Regions from separate parts of the Mus musculus genome. Here region 1 is linked to region 2. A link is a contact called in public HiChIP or PLAC-seq data. All regions are on one chromosome and are shown on one strand. Each heading gives the region's core, a stretch centred on a gene start, on an enhancer-like site or on the middle of the called end of the contact. The rest is flanking DNA. Distances are from core to core; before and after follow the strand shown.

Region 1 (3,797 bases), core at 317-2,816, 510 kb after region 2:
CTGGAAGACACAGGCTTCTGACCCAGGTCTTGGCATGGGATAACACACGCTTTTGATCTAGAGCTTGAGGCATAGCAGCCTTGAAAAGCTTAGGCCCAGGCAAGGTAGTACACATCTCAAATCCCAGGAGACTGAGGCAAGGAGATCTCTTGAGTTCAAAGCCAGCCTGAGATAGAGCAAGTTCCAAATCTAGATGTGGTGGCACACACCTCTAATTTGGTGCATACCTTCTTCTGGAGGCCCACATAAGGACAACGGGAAAAGGAAGGCCTTCTTCTTCACCTGCTTGCACTTACTTGCCAGCACATCTGTTGGGACCTACTTCTTCAGGATTCCAGTTTAGACAGAAGACCAGTAGAAACACCTACCCTCGTGGGACTGAGTAAGTACTGGATTCTTGGACTTCCCATTCAGTTGCCCATTGTTGGGTTAGTTGGACTGCAGACTGTAAGTCAGTCTAATAATTTCCTTTAATATATAGAGACATTCCATACGTTCTGTAACTCTGGAGAACCCTGATTAGTACAGTGTGTCTCAGGTAAGACTGGAAATTGAAGCAAATTTTAGAAGAAAGTGGGGGAGTTGTCATAGTTACCTTAGGCTGTCAACTTGACATAAACAGAGTAACCCAAGAAGAGAGAACCTCAACTTAGGAATTGACTAGATCAGGTCGACCTGTGGTCATGTGGTCTATGAGACAGTTTCTTAATTGCTGACTAATATAGGAGGTCCATCCCATTGTGGTGTGCCATCTCTAGGCAGGTGGGCATGGGCTATATGAGCAAGATAGTTGAACAAGATAGCAAGGGTGGCAAGCCAGTAAGCAGCATTCCTCGTGGATTCTCCTCTCAAAACCCTGCCCTTGAGTTTCTCTCTTGGGTTCCCTTGATCATAGACTGTAACCTGTAAGCAAAAATAAACCTTCCTTTCTGCAGGATGTATGTAACTTATTTTGGATTTTATAGGAACCTAGTTGAGAGTTGAATTTTTTTTAAAGACTTATTTACTTTATGTATATGAGTACGCTGTAGCTATCTTCAGACACACCAGAAGAGGGCATTGGATTACATTACAGATGGTTGTGAGTCACCATGCGGTTGCTGGGATTTGAACTAGGATGTCTGGAAAAGCAGTCAGTGCTCTTAAACTGCTGAGCCAACTCTCCAGCCCGAGACTTTGAATTTTTAGAGACCTTGAGCTTTTAAGGTGTTGAACTTTTTAAGGACTATGGGGCTTTTAAAACTGGACTATGTTTTATATTGTGTTATTAATATGAGATCTTGTAGTCAAAAAAGAAAAGAAAGGTTATAAAGTTATGTGTTTGCATGTCAAAATTGACAAAGGCTGCAATATCATAGTTAGCTTCAGCTGTCAACTTGACAGAGACCTAGAGTCTCCTAGGATTCACAACTGAAGAATTGCCTAGATCAGTTGGGCCTGTGTCTGTAAGGTATTTACTTAACTACTTACTATTGGAGAGGCCAGTACACTGTCCCTAGGCAGGTGAACCTGGGCTATATAAGAGAAGGAGCTGAACAAGAGATTGACAGCTTCAGTCAGAAGAGTCCTCTGCGGTTTCTGCTTCAACCACAGAGCTCCTGCATTGAGTTCTTGCCCTGGCTTCCTTTGTTAAATGACTGTAACCTATAAATGGAAATAAACCCTTTCCTCCCCAAGTTGGTGTCATCCATGATGTTGTTCATACTGACAGGAAGCAAATTAGGAAGAAGTTAATTCTACAGGTGCTGGGAGAAGGAAGAACTGGAGTGAAGACTCTCTAGCGGAAATACACACTGCATGATTGAGAAACGTCCAAGAGGCCAGGAGGTGTGGAGCAAAGGGTCTGAGAACGCAGAAGGAGGAGAGGCAAGGCGGGAGCCTTATAGGACTTGACCAAGACTGCCGTTTATTCTGCCTGAAGCAGGCAGTGGGAGCATAAGTAGAGGAGAGCCATGGTCTAACTGTTCTGAAATTTATTCCGGTCACTGTGTTGAGAATAGAATTGCTGTGTGGCCAAGCCAAAAGGAGAAAAACCTGTTAAGGGGTAATTATAGGTGAGAGATACTGCTGCTGCCGCCGGCCAAAATAGTATGAACAACGGAAGGCAGATTCTGGATTTTTGGACCTTGCTGGGTTGGGTACGGGGTGTAAGTGATAGAGAAGAGCCAAGAATGATGCCAGAGACTTCTTTCTGAGAGGCTACACACTGGAGTTATCATGAGGACAGAAGATAATGGCAAAAGAATGCAAAGAGAGGTCAGCTCCGAAGATATATACATAAATATAACATTTATACAGACTGAGCAGGATATTTATATATATGTGTGTGTGTATAAACATATATATAACCTATACCTTATATATACATACATATATACCTTATATGTGTGTATGTGTATATGTGTGTGTGTGTGTATGGTATATATGTACATATATATAAGGCATATATATATGTGTGTGTATATATATATATATATATGGTCATACACACACATATATATAAACATATACACATACATATATATGTATATATGTACATATACACATACATACATATATATGTATATATGTACATATACACAGACACAGGTAACATCAATTAAAGAAAAAGAAGCCATGGATTTAAAGGTAAGCAAGATAGGGCTACATAGATGGAGGACTTGGAGAGCACAAAGGGAAGGGGAAAATGGTGTAATTATATTAAAATTTCAAAAATGTTTAAAGAATGCAAATAGCAAGACACGAGCAAAGAATACAAATGTGGTTGCCTGGCAACCTTCCATTGGCACTTTCTGGTAAGATAGAGCAAGCACAAGGAGAGTGGGTGTCTGTGAACTGAAAGAAACTGAGTTCAGCAGAGGGGCACATTTCAGATATGTTCATTGCTTCTTTCCAACACTCCTGATGTAACAGCAACATTGCAACAAGGAAAAAAAAAAAAAAAGGACAGAAACCAAAGTCTCTGCAGCTAAAAGTGATTTAAAAGAATTAGACTCTGAACATGAAAAACTTCCAAAACTGCTTAAAATGATTTGCCTATACTTGTCTTTTTATATATTGCACAAAAATAAAGTTTATGAGTTAAAAAATCTACGCAAAAAAACTCTAGAAGTTTATCAATAAATATAATTTGGTGACAAGAACTCATGTCACAGTTGAAAAGACAGTTAACTTTTTCTTGATGCAAAAATATCCATTTAACTGGACACAAAGGTAAGGCAATGCCTACTGCCTTAGTCAGGGTTTTACTGTTGTGAACAGACACCATGACCAAGGCAACTCTTATAAGAACAGCATCTAATTGGGACTGGCTTACTGGTTCAGAGGTTCAGTCCATTATCATCAATTCTGGAGCATGGCAGCACCCACCAGGCATGGTGCAGGAGATGCTGAGAGTTCTACATCTGTTCCAAAGGCAAACAGAAGACTGGCTTCCAGGCAAGAGGGTCTTAGAGCCCATGCCCACAGTGACACACATACTCCAACAAGGCCATACTTCCAAATACTGTCATTTCCAGGGCCAAGCATATTCAAACCATACCACCTACTATGTCCTGTCACCTCCAGAGGGTCAGTGTTGTGCATTGGATATGGGTCTTTTCATTTCACCCTCAAAACAATCCTTTGATGTCACTGCCATCATTTCCCCTTTGAGGAAATTTAGATATCTTTTGTATGTTCTTTATGATCTTTGTACTTTTAAAAAATATGTCAGTTGTTATTTAATAGAAAAAAATCAGATATTGCAAGTTTGGTTTCAAACTACCTCATTAAAGTTAATGTTGCATAAAGCAAAT
Region 2 (4,036 bases), core at 393-2,892:
GTAAAGGAGCCTGCCCTGAGAGGTCTAGGAACTTTGATGAAAATTTTAAGGATGTAGGTAGAAAATGAATGGCAAAAACGTCCCCATCCCCCTACCCCAAGAAAGTGCCTTTAGTAAGCTAGGCCTTAACCCCTGTTCCTGTTTATGCCTCGCAGGTAAGCTTCAGGGGGTTAGGGTGGGTGGATTACTCCCTAGCAATGCCGGGAAGTCCGTCTACAAGCCAATTAGAACACACCCAGATTTGCCAGGAAAGCATTTGCCTCACTTGACTTTATTGGTTTCATAAAACAAGTGAAAGAAATCAGCAAGCTCACCATCCTAGCCAAGATGAAAGGCCAACCGGAGGCCACACAGGCTCCTGGCTGCAACCCTTCTCCTAGCATGCTATCCTGATCTGTACAGCAAGCACCATGTGGTCTCAGGAACACATCAGCTTCCATGTGATGGGAGATCTCCGATTTAGTCTCAGCACCCCTGAGTGTGTGCCCTGCATCTTGGAGAACTCACACTGTTTTTCTGAGCCTCGGCATCTTTGTCTGTCAATTTCAGGTGAGGTCACTTTATACAAGCTTGGATGTACATAATTTAAAACCTTAAAGGAAGCCAAATACTTATATGCAGAGGATCATCTTCATTCTGCCTTCACTCCCTACATTACCTTCTGGGGTTGGTGTTTAAGCCTAAACATAAATTATCTTTGCTGTTATTGACTCTCCATTGCAAGCAGTGAAGAGAGAGAGGAAGAAAGGCGAGGGAGAGAGAGAGAGAACATGTGTCCCTCGCTTGCCTTTTCTTTCTTTCTTTGTCACTTCTCAAGGTTTCTGGGAAAGGAGCAAATAGAACAGAGTGCTCTTGTCCAGCCCCTTACCCCTCCCCCTGGCCGGAGATGGACACTTTCTACTACTCCCTCTTGTCCCCTCCCCCATCCTCATCAGAGCAGTCAGGGATGTGAAAGCCCTGTGAGTAATTCCAGGGTTTGCCTGACCTTCGCCAGACAGAAACAGTGTGTGGTTCACGGTCTTTTCTGGGGTCCACAACGGGCTTTTCTGGGGTCCACCACGGGCTTTTCTGGGGCCCACCACGGGCTTTTCTGAACCTGTCCTCAGAGGCAACCTGGCAAATCAGCCTAATGGGCTGATGTGGTTCAAGACTGAGAGTGGAATCGACCCTCCTCCCTGAAAAAAAATTATAAAAAACTGTCTTTATCCCACACTGTGTTCAGTGCCCCAAACAATTACTGATGGTAATTAGCCGTCCAGAACAACAAGCACATTATATCTTGCTCAGCTGTGCTGCCATGGCTCGCGAGCAAAGGGCATTGTGTCTGAGCACAGTCGCTGTGATTTGAAAATCTCCCATGTGGACTCTGGGAAACACGACCCTTGCCGCTTCCCTCTAACCTGGAGAACCAACCCCTGGTTATTAAGCTGGAGTTTCCTTTGGGGCAGAGTTCAAAAGAGAGGCATGAGAACTTGCGCTCCAGAAAACTGTCCGTTTGTTTGAAATTTCTGACAGTCCTGCTGCTTGGTGGGGTATTTTAGCACAGGCTGGTTCTCCTGCATGCGCATCTTGGGTTGTAAGGCTTCCCACGGCCTTGATGCTGTCAATATTGGAACAGGAGCAGGGAACACACACACACACACACACACACACACTACCATGAGTCGGGGAAGCGAAAGGGTGAGAAGTTACCACTCTTTAAACCACAGGAGGGGTTGGAAAGCCAACTTACCAAAATAGCAGTTCAAAAAAAATTTTTTTGAAAAACAAATTCACCACCAAACAGTTTCTCCTGCTCCATTTATTTCAACTAGTGTGGTATTAATAGAACGCCTAACAGCAGGGAGCAGGGAAATAAATGTATTCTCACTCACAAGGGAATGACTAAATGACTCACAAATGCAAAAATAAATAAATGGCTTCCCGTGAAAATCTGAAACTGTATTACCCCAACCGAAACAACGAAGCTTTTTAACTATAACCTAACGTGCTAAATCCGATCAGTTTTATTTGAGGCCATAGATAGATCGAGCGATCAATCTCCATTATCCCCGGTTCCTTTTCATCTTCATAGTGCTATTTTTCTTCCTTCAAGACATTTCAGTTCATTTCCTCAAGCCTTCCTCAGTTTAATGGCTGATTTTCCCACCAGGAAAAAAATCTCACTTCCTCTACAGGAAACAAAGGAAACAACCAAGAAGGAAGCTTTAGAAAGATAAGTCTCAAGACTATTCAGTGAGGAGGAAGCCATTCGGGGTGAGAGGAAGATAACAGGTAGATAAATACTGTGTACCCCAGCTTCTCTCAAACCTTCTGTTAAATGTTAACAGGTGCTGCCTCCTGACACTATAAAAAGATCAACTTTTTGTCTCCTGTATAATTTGTGAACAGGTAGGCCCCGGAGGGCCTGAATGAGGTCATGCCAATTAACTCACCGGTTCCTGCAATCAGAGTGATAATGACATCCTTAGCAACCACGCTATCTATGGCACCGCCCACTGCTGTGAAAACCCTCTTCATCTAAGCAGGTTGGAGGGTGCCTGGCCAGAGCTGTGATCTCAGACCCTGCAGGCTGAGAATTACACTCACCTCCCCCACCCTCCACCCCAGTGATTCCCAGACACTCCTTCCCTAACCCAAAAGAGGAATGAGGAAATCAAATCAAATCAAAACAAACAAAAACAAACAAAATAAACTTTCTCCATCCACAAAAGCTGAGGACCGGGACTTTCCCCAGAGTCCACAGCTACTATGAGCTGCCTCATCAGAACCATCTTAGAGGAATTAATGATTGCTTGAGCCCCATCCAGCCTGCCTGGACTGTACATACTTACCCCTTGCTTTAAAAATCCTTGTAACTGGGCTGCCTTTGCTAATGGACCCTCACAGCTACTTCGTGGGACGAGATTTGATATGCCGAAGGCAGTAGAACAGAAGGCAATGTCCAAGACTAAAAGTACTTTTAAAATTCAGCTTCCTGGGACACACTGACTATATATGACAACCAGGACAGCAACCAAGAATACATCCCGCAAGTGGGCAAACTTACTTCAACAAACTTAAGCTCTAAACATTTCAGTTTGAGTCAACATTTATTATATGAACCCCCTCCCACCTGCCCCTTGGTATATTAGCTATTTGGGGAAACTTAATGAAAAAAAAGTGAGGCAAATCAGTATATCCTTACTTTCAAGGAAGTTCAAATCTATCTGGGAAAAGGGCAGGAGAAAAGAAAGGAGGAAGAGGTGAGAAGAGAGAGACAATACCCCAAAACAATAATGTGAGTTAAATGGGAAAGTAGTCTTTAGTGTGTGGAGTTCTCATGGATATAGAGGGATGTAGTTAAAACACCTGATCAGGACATTTAAATAGGTATTACAATGAGAAGCAAGGAGAGAGGAAAGAGATGAGGAAGGCAGAAAAACAGAAGCAACTGCATAGAGGCCAAGGAGTAGCTAACAATCCCCAGGAAAGCAGAGACCATGGCTAAGTAGACTTTATCCACCCCCACTTACCTGAGGTTTCTCTTTCCTGTAGCTTTAGGTACTAGCTGTCAATCATGGTCTGAAAATATTAAGTGGGAAGTTCTAGAAATAAGCAATTTTTGAATTGTGGTTGTGATGAAGTTTCCTACTGTCTGGCCTCTTCCTACCTGAATACACCATGGTTCAGCACACCTAAAGGTGTGTGTGTGTGTGTGTGTGTGTGTGTGTGTGTGTGTGTGTTTGTGTGTGTTACCTATCCATTAGCCAACTGGGAGCTGTCTCTGTTGTCAGACTGACTGCCCTGGATAACACAGGGCTTCTGCCCAAGAATGTTTTATTTCATTTAATAATGGCCTCAAAGAATTAGAATAATGTGGCTTGCAATTCTACTGTAGTCCATTGTTTTAATGTTCTATTATCATTAGTTCCTATCAGTAATCTCTTGCTCTGCCTAATTTATAAACTAAAGCTTATCATATATACATGTACATATACCATATACACATATACATATATATATATATATATATATATACAGTGTGTATATTTAT

Evidence for each region. HiChIP or PLAC-seq counts read pairs in DNA pulled down with a chosen protein or histone mark.
Region 1: a BATF HiChIP or PLAC-seq map of CD8 T cells shows a contact between it and region 2, with 6 read pairs. The contact joins two enhancer-like sites. A contact is called at or near these places in 2 of 115 datasets of contacts at active chromatin or transcription factors (CD8 T cells and fibro-adipogenic progenitors).

Annotation. Positions count from the first base shown.
Region 1 is chr1:64,507,080-64,510,876 of GRCm38.p6, forward strand. No RefSeq gene overlaps it. Among named protein-coding and RNA genes, the nearest start is that of Gm36148, 7.8 kb to the right of the region's middle. Within about 2 kb of position 1,567, at least 34 of the 459 cell types and tissues checked have an H3K27ac peak or open chromatin away from gene starts, as enhancers often do. A contact at or near this core is called in CD8 T cells, where this site is marked.
Region 2 is chr1:63,993,534-63,997,569 of GRCm38.p6, forward strand. No RefSeq gene overlaps it. Among named protein-coding and RNA genes, the nearest start is that of Gm13749, 31 kb to the left of the region's middle. RefSeq lists an enhancer at 1-3,039. Within about 2 kb of position 1,643, at least 115 of the 459 cell types and tissues checked have an H3K27ac peak or open chromatin away from gene starts, as enhancers often do. A contact at or near this core is called in CD8 T cells, where this site is marked.